2 separate regions of the Mus musculus genome follow, and region 2 is linked to region 1. A link is a contact called in public Hi-C data. All regions are on one chromosome and are shown on one strand. The core of a region is the stretch at or near the end of the contact, and the rest is flanking DNA. Distances in the headings are between cores, read along the strand shown. Region 1 holds the start of Lncbate6 (a long non-coding RNA gene). Region 2 overlaps Rreb1 (ras responsive element binding protein 1).

The links. A called contact is a pair of places that touch in the nucleus more often than the background predicts.
Region 2: a Hi-C map of adipose-derived mesenchymal stem cells shows a contact between it and region 1, with 2.5 times the contacts expected there. The contact joins the enhancer-like site here to the promoter of Lncbate6 in region 1. A contact is called at or near these places in 1 of 15 datasets of contacts at CTCF or cohesin (stem cell-derived epiblast-like cells), 9 of 484 Hi-C or Micro-C datasets (the 63-12 cell line, adipose-derived mesenchymal stem cells, bone marrow-derived macrophages and 6 more) and 2 of 115 datasets of contacts at active chromatin or transcription factors (large pre-B cells and regulatory T cells).

Annotation. Positions count from the first base shown.
Region 1 is chr13:37,538,353-37,542,178 of GRCm38.p6, forward strand. It overlaps Lncbate6 (a long non-coding RNA gene), which reads left to right and starts at 1,784. Exons shown (of 3, transcript XR_382205.2): 1 at 1,784-3,056.
Region 2 is chr13:37,925,065-37,928,890 of GRCm38.p6, forward strand. Rreb1 (ras responsive element binding protein 1) reads left to right here. Exons shown (of 12, transcript NM_001177869.1): 8 at 3,059-3,248. Among named protein-coding and RNA genes, the nearest start is that of Rreb1, 38 kb to the left of the region's middle. Within about 2 kb of position 2,042, at least 9 of the 459 cell types and tissues checked have an H3K27ac peak or open chromatin away from gene starts, as enhancers often do. A contact at or near this core is called in adipose-derived mesenchymal stem cells, where this site is marked.

The sequences.
Region 1 (3,826 bases), core at 534-3,033:
TTCCCTCCCAGGCACATAACTTCGAGGTACTTAAAAGATGTTGCAAGAGAGTCCTGTGGTCCTACGAGAAGATGCCAAGCAAGATGAGTCTCTCTCAGCACTGCTTCCAGCGGATGGCAACTTCTCTTGTGTGGCCTTCAAAGCAGAGGGGACTGCAGCCTAGCTCAGGAGCATTGAGAGCCTTACTCATCTGTGAAGAGGTGAGCATGACAGACCTGGACTTGGAGTCCAAAGCAAAGAGAAAGGGGCAGTGGGATAGGGACCTATGGCCCGTCATGGCAGCTGCTGTCCCCTCTACCCAGGCCCTCTATTGTGTCCTCTCATAGACATTCAACCATCCAAAAGGGCAAGTGCATGCTGTTATGGAGTGTGAAGTGTCCCTTCACTGACTAGGCGGATGAGGACAAGTGACTGGATCCTAAGGGCTCTGAGCTAATCAGTGGATTAACCAACCCCTTGATGGATTTATAATTTGGAAGCATGGCTTGGAGATGCTACAAAAAGTAAGAGGCTGCTACCAGCCGGAGTATTAGGTCGCCGTGGGTGACTCTGTGGTGTTGTATCTTGACCTGGTCCTTCCTGTACCCATCTCTCAGCTTCTGCCATGAAGAAGCTTTTTCATCCCGCCCTCCCACCTTCACGATGCTCTGTCAAGAGAATGGAGCCAAGCAGCCACAGACTGACGCCTCCGAAGCTGTGAGCATCAGCAAATCTTCCCTCAAGTTCTTTACATGGGGCACTTTGTCACCACCATAAGACTAGCCAATCTACAGGCCAGATGCCAGCTCCTCCGGAATAGTTTCCCATAAGCCCTTTCAGCCCGCGTTAACTGACTGACAGGTGTCCCCATCACCCTCTTTCTCTGGCAGGCCTATTTTACACTATAATATTGTTCTGTTAGCATTGCAGGTTCCTCATTAGGCAGAAATAATATCATAATCCTATGTTCCTTGCACATGATCCAGATGAATTCTCCCTCTATTCCTGCTTCTCACACGAGCTGGTGCACACACACACACACACACACATACACATACACACACACACACACACACACACACACACAAGCACACGCACACGCACACACACACACCACTGCTACTACACCAGTAGAGACTCTTTGCCCCCCTTCCCAATAAAGGATATGCACTTTCCAGGGGGGCTCAAAGGGTCTAATTCTGAAACATAAATAGTGTGTATATGCTGGATCAGTTCAGAATCTATTATATCCAAAGGAAAAATTGTGGATCTATTTCTAAAAGTTTCCTAGTCACTTCTGAAGATAAATTTTGCATTTAAGAAAAAACTCAGAGTAGAGAGCTAGAAAGATGGCTCAGCAGTTAGTTGTGCTTACTGTTCTTGCAGAGGACCTGGGTTCAAGTCCTAGCACCCACATGGCTACTCACAACCATCTGTAACTCCAGTTCCAGGGGATCTGACGCCCTCTTCTGACTTCCACAGGTACCACGTATGCCCATGATACACATGCATACATGCTGGCAAACCATTTTTTGTGCATAAACAAACAAAGCCAAATAAAGTAAATAAAATTAAAAAAGAAAAAACAAGTAGGAATAGGAGATGTAGCCCAGGAAAGTACATGCCTACCACCTTCGGGACCCTAGGCTGAACCCTTAACACTGTAAAAATAATAATAATAATAATAAATTTTAAATATTAAAATGAATCAGAAGCCAGGCATGGTGGTACATGCCTTTAAACTTAGCACTTGGGAGGCAGAGACGGTAAATCTCTCTGAGTTTGAGGCCAGCCTGGTTTACATAGTGAGCTCTAGGCTCCTCAAGGCTACAGAGCAAGATCACATCTCAAAAGACACAAAAAATAAACCACAGTAATCCTTTGCGTTTGCTGTCTTGCTTTATAACTGCATTGTCTGATATGAGCGTATTTGTAACTGCAGGTAACAGAACACTGAAAATTAGAGTCCTTGGAGAAATAGCAGCCACCTAACTCAGTTAGCCAATGAGAGCATGTAACAAGGGTACCAAGTCAACTGGGGCAGGACTGGCCTTCACCTTCAACACCACTCAGTGTTCGTATCTCTCACTGCGCAACGAGTTTTGTTTGGTTTTTCATTTAAGAAAAGCAGACTTGAGGGACCTGGGGAAACAGCTCAGTATGTAAAGTGCTTGCACGATCCCCTGCACCCCCATAAGAGCTAAGTGCAGTGCTGCGCCTGTGATCCCAGGACTGGGGATGAAGAGGCAGCGGGATCATTGGGGCTTGTTCCCAAGGTCTGTCAAAAATGGAGCTCCAGATTCACTGAGAGGCCCTCTCTCTAAAAAGTAAGGAGGATGGAGCTGAAGGTTTTGAGCATCAGCTGCTCATCCAGAGGACCTGGGTCCAAGTCCCAGCATCCAACATGGATGCTCACAACCATCTGTAATTCTAGTTCTTGGAGATCCAATGTCCTCTCCTGGCCTTCAGGGTCATCAGGAATGTATGTGATGCAAAGACACTCGAGCATGCAAAACACCCATATATATAACAATAAGTGTGTGTGTGTGTATGTGTGTGTGTGTGTGTGTGTGTGTGTTTTAATGAGGAAAGTAGTTGAAGAAGATGCTCAGTGTCACTCTCAGCTCCCCAGGCACTAACACATATGCAGAGGGACACACACCTGTGCTTGCACACAGAGAAGTAGATCTGAATATATGAGTGCCCACCGGTGGCCAGCCAGGGATGCTCTCTGCAGCCACACCTCAGTACAATGATCACAGCATGGGACATGGATGCCACTGGGGTCCATTCTGAAGGACAGCTCTGTTTCCTGCCTCTGGCCAGCATCTGTGGTCAGGCAAAGCTACGAGGAAATACAATGAAGGTCAGTTTAACAAAGACCCCAGTGTGGGTGAAATTTAACACCACAGGAGACAGACTGTGGGAGGAGGAAGAGGAGCCCAGAGCCCCAGGCTCTGTGGAAGAAATGGGGAAGGGTCAGAGAGGGAACTGGAAAGAAGCCTGATCCCACTGCAACCTCTACAGCCAGACTGCTGGAGACTTCCGAAAATGAGGCACACCAGGCACAGACAGTGGTAAGTGCTTGCCATTCTAGCTCCTTGGTATCCCGAGACTAGAAGAGGAGGAGGAGGAGGAGGAGGAGGAGGAGGAGGAGGAGGAGGAGGAGGAGGAGGAGGTGTCCAGCGTTCAGAGTTTAGGACCAGCCTACTTTTTTTACACAGTAAAAAAGTCTCTCTAAAAATATGTGTGAACATACACCACACACACACATGAGAGAGAGAGAGAGAGAGAGAGAGAGAGAGAGAGAGAGAGAGAGAAATACAGATACACAGAGACAGACAGACAGACAGAAAGCCAGAGAGAAAGAGAATGACACCCACTGCCCCGGGGGGAGGGACATCTGGCCACAGTAGGTCCTTTTCCAATGAGTGACATTTCCTTGACGTGTCTGAGCTGACAAATGCTCTGCCACAGAACCTGACAATGGAGCAGACTCCTCCTCCGAGGAGCGGATGCCCTCCCTGGCAACTGGTGGTTTTGGCTCTCACAGGTCTGGGGGAAACCACAAGGCTAGTTTCTGTTTAGTTCAGGCTACCGCTAGGTGGAGAGGGTGGCTCTCTTCCTGGCTTTTTCAGCCCCTGGTACATGCTGTCACAGGAGAAGCTTAGAGCCAGGATAGGGGCTATCTATCCCTTGGTCACGAATGTCTTGAAGACTGGAAAGGTTTTAATTTATATTTCCTCTACCCTTACTCCCCCTCCCCGCCCCCCAAGAAGCTTTTCTGGAGCAAATAAGGCCACATCGCATCAGTGTCCTGAGGAAGAGTCATGCAGATTGGGTGTAC
Region 2 (3,826 bases), core at 792-3,291, 390 kb after region 1:
AGCTTTATTTTATTTAAGGTCTATCCACAGGTGCAGAGTGTGAGGCAAAGCAGCCGGAGATTCTGAGAGCATCCCTTTACCCAGCCTCACAATGCATGCATGGTTTCAAGGCAGATAAGGCTTTCAGCTCCAGTTTATTTATTTAGGAGGGTGTGTTTTGTTTAGGTGGCTGGAGCTTTGGTTTATTGGGAGTATCGCATTTGTGGAATACAGTGGGGGTTTGTTTATTTGGAGGGTTACGTTTGGGGGCTGTGTGGAGGATGGGTTTGTTTGTTTGTTTGTTTTTTAATCTGCCATGTCAAGCTACTTGCTAGCTATGCTAAACCAGTGATTCTCAGCCTTCCTAATGCTGCGACCCTTTAATGCAGTTCCTCATGCTGTGGTGACTTCCAACCATACAATTATCTTGTTGTAACTTGGGAATTGTAATGTAAATATCTGATTTGCAGGATAGCTGATATTTGATTCCCAAAGGGGTCCTCAGGTCCCTCAGGTTGAGAACTGCTGCTCTAAACATTTTCAGACGGTGCCTGTTGTCTCAGCAACTTGGTGTCTCAGGGATCCTTTTAAAACAAACAGCCAGGTGTGGTGGCACATGCCTTTAATCCCAGCACTCAGGAAGCAGAAGCAGGCGGATTTCTGAGTTCCAGGACAGCCAGAGCTATACAGAGAAACCCTGTCTCGAAAAACCAAAAACAAACAAACAAATCCAGTACTTAGAAGACAGAGGAAGTGGATCCCTGCAAGTTTGAGAGCAGAATGATCTACAGAGAGACTTCTAAGCCACCCAAGATGACATACTTGGGACTCTTAAGAAAGAGAAAGATCTGTAAAATGAAAGAGTGGTGTTAGTGACAGGCAAGTGGCAGTGCCTACAGGAGACACCAGCGAGAGGTCTCCTGCTACCTGCCATTGATCTTACCTTTCAGGAAAGGTCTTCTTCGTCCCTTAACTTAGCTCTGGTTTCTAGAGACAGCAGCCGTGGGACAGTCTGAGCCCTGGGTTTAATACTTCCCTCCATTCCCAAACCCTCCCCACCCTTCCAGAAGTTCTCATCGTCTCATACGTGTGCAGGCAGAAAAAAACATGAAAGGGAGCCCCTTCTTATTACATGTCCCAAACCCAAAGAGGTTAGCTTCTGTCAGCTGAGACCCCACTGCACACTCAACGGTGGCTGGAGACCTTCATTGTTGAAACTTGAAGTGATAAAATATCACCTCGGTAGTTGAGGTAAAGGACATTTCACCCATTCTTATACATGTGTTAAGGAACATTTAGCATATGCAGAAAACTTAACATCAATTTCTTAATATCTAGTCAGAGGTCAGTTTATGTAATTCTGATATTTCTCATCTTTTTAAACCAGAATATTGTAAGGAGGTGGGCTGGTAACCATGTTCTATTAACTTGAACGTAGAAAGTCTAAAAGCAAGAGTCCTGTCTCCAGACAGAGGCCTGATCTCCTCAGCCTCAGAGGTCAGCATCACGAGTGTGCTCTCAGACCTCAAACCTGTTCCAGCCAAAAATAGACCCTGGCCGAAAGTGCCAGCATCTGTGCCACTGTCCCATTTAACCTGTGCCTCAGCCTTCTTTGTATTCTGACAAGGGAGGGATCCTGTAGTATAAAGTCTCCCCAAGGATATGCCCCACTCACAAGGTGGGAGCTACACCAGGAGAAGGTTGTCTGAGCCCAACTTCTGTAAGAACTGTTGGAAGCTCAGTAGACTCCCCTCAAAAAAGAGCCTCGTGTCTCCAGTGGCCAATGGGAACCTGGTCGTCTAAATCTTGTTTAGGGGATGTTTCCAGATTAACAGAGGAGAGGCAGGAGGGCATTGTGCCTCTGCTGCTAGGGAGTGATGACCAAGGCTGCACAGGCCGCTTCAGCCCCAGCTCAGTTGCAACATGAGTGATTTTCATTGTCATTCTTTCCAGAAAAGAACGAGCAACAAAGTTTCTATTAGTGAGTATGTAGTGTAAAGGGGAGCAAGTTGCTTTGCTCTGTAGAAACAGTGGCAACACGCCCCTCCTCTTGAGGGTTCATCCCAGTGAGATGTAGTAACACAAGTAAATGGAACTCTGTCATCATCTAAGTATGCACACCCGCCCTGCCTCACACCAGTGAGATCTGTGAATGAGGGATTGTGAGGAGGAGCCCCAGTGACTGTAGTGAGTTCGGCCTGGGGGATGCTTCCAATACCATTGCCGCAGCATTGACTTCACTCTCAGTGAAGACCATGGTGCCCACCACCTGTTGGCCTTCATCCACTTCCCACGAGGGGCTTTGCATTTGTGTGAGCTCAGTGTGTGCTTATTTTTCAGGTAATAGTGGTAGTGAAACAAGAATTTAACATAGTTTCTACCAATAAACTATAATCAGTTTATCTCTGTTAAATACCAGGAGTGCTGTGTGGTTTGACTACTGCCATCTAGGCATGTGGTGTTTGTTTCTGAAACGGGGTTTTGCCTTTGTATCTCTCAAGTGCCATGTGCCACTGTGCCCAGCAACATGGGCATCTTGTGTCTTGTTGCATTTCTTTCCTTGGTGGTGGTGGTGGTGGTGAAGGTGGAGGAGGAGGAGGAGGAGGATGAGGAGGAGGAGGAGGAGGAGGAGGAGAAACTTGGAGACAGGCTCCTGCTATGGCAACTTCCAGGATCCCAGCTGCTTTCTCTTTGTGCACAAACTTTAGATGATGGTATCATGCATACATCTGTACCACCTGCAAAGATTCGGTATCCAGAATTATTAGAATTTATCCTAAAAAAAAAAAAATCAAAAGGGACCCAGGCATGGTGCTGCCCGCCTTTAGTCCCAGCACCGGGGAGGCAGGGTTAGGGGAATCAGAGTTCAGAGCCAGCCTGGTCAGTACATTCAAGAACAGCCAGGGCTGTTACACAGAGAAGTCTTGTTTTTAAAAACCAAGCGGAGAGTGGAGCACACTGGTAACGTGACTTCTTTATGCCTTATTTTTATTTTATTCAGCTAAAATGAAGCAATAAAGCTAACAGACCATTGGAGACGCTGAGCCGTCTCCTCATGGTTGTTACTCTCTTCTCCTAGATGTGACATTTGCTGCGTCACCTTCCGCACACATCGAGGACTGCTGCGCCACAATGCACTTGTCCACAAGCAGCTTCCCAGAGATGCCATGGGAAGACCTTTTATCCAGAACAACCCTTCGATTCCTGCTGGCTTCCATGATTTAGGGTTTACTGACTTCTCCTGTAGGAAGTTTCCTCGAATCTCTCAGGTATGGTGCTAGACCTAGTCAGCCAGGATGGGAGTTGGGGTGTTGTTTTTGTATAATACCATTTCACTAAAATTCAGCCTGGCTCTTGGGTTTCTTGGGCTAAGGAGTTGATGGTCTTTTATTTTAGTTGAGTTTTCATGTGAATCTACCTCATCAGGACCTTTTGCCCATACTTCACGCTTTGAGATTGAAAGTTGAGTACTTACTACTCCTGTCACTACTACCCTGTTATAATATTTAGTACATAGATCACAACTAGGTATTTGTAGCAGTTTCTGTTAAAATGGTTTGGATTTTTTTCAAATCCAAGTGTGTGTGTGGGGGGGGGGGGGGGGATGGATGATTGTGAAGGCCAGAAAAGGGCATTGGATCCCTAGAGCTGAAGTTGTAAAGTGGTTGTGGTCAGATATAGGTGCTGGAAACCACACTTAGGCTCTCCTAACTACTGACCTGTGTCTGCAGCTCCTTGGACCTTTACGAATTTGAACAACTAATGCACTGATTAGTTCCCTGCCTATGCAAAAACTACCAGAACTACTTTTTAGTATTCTCAGGTGTAAATTTGAGATAGGAAGTAT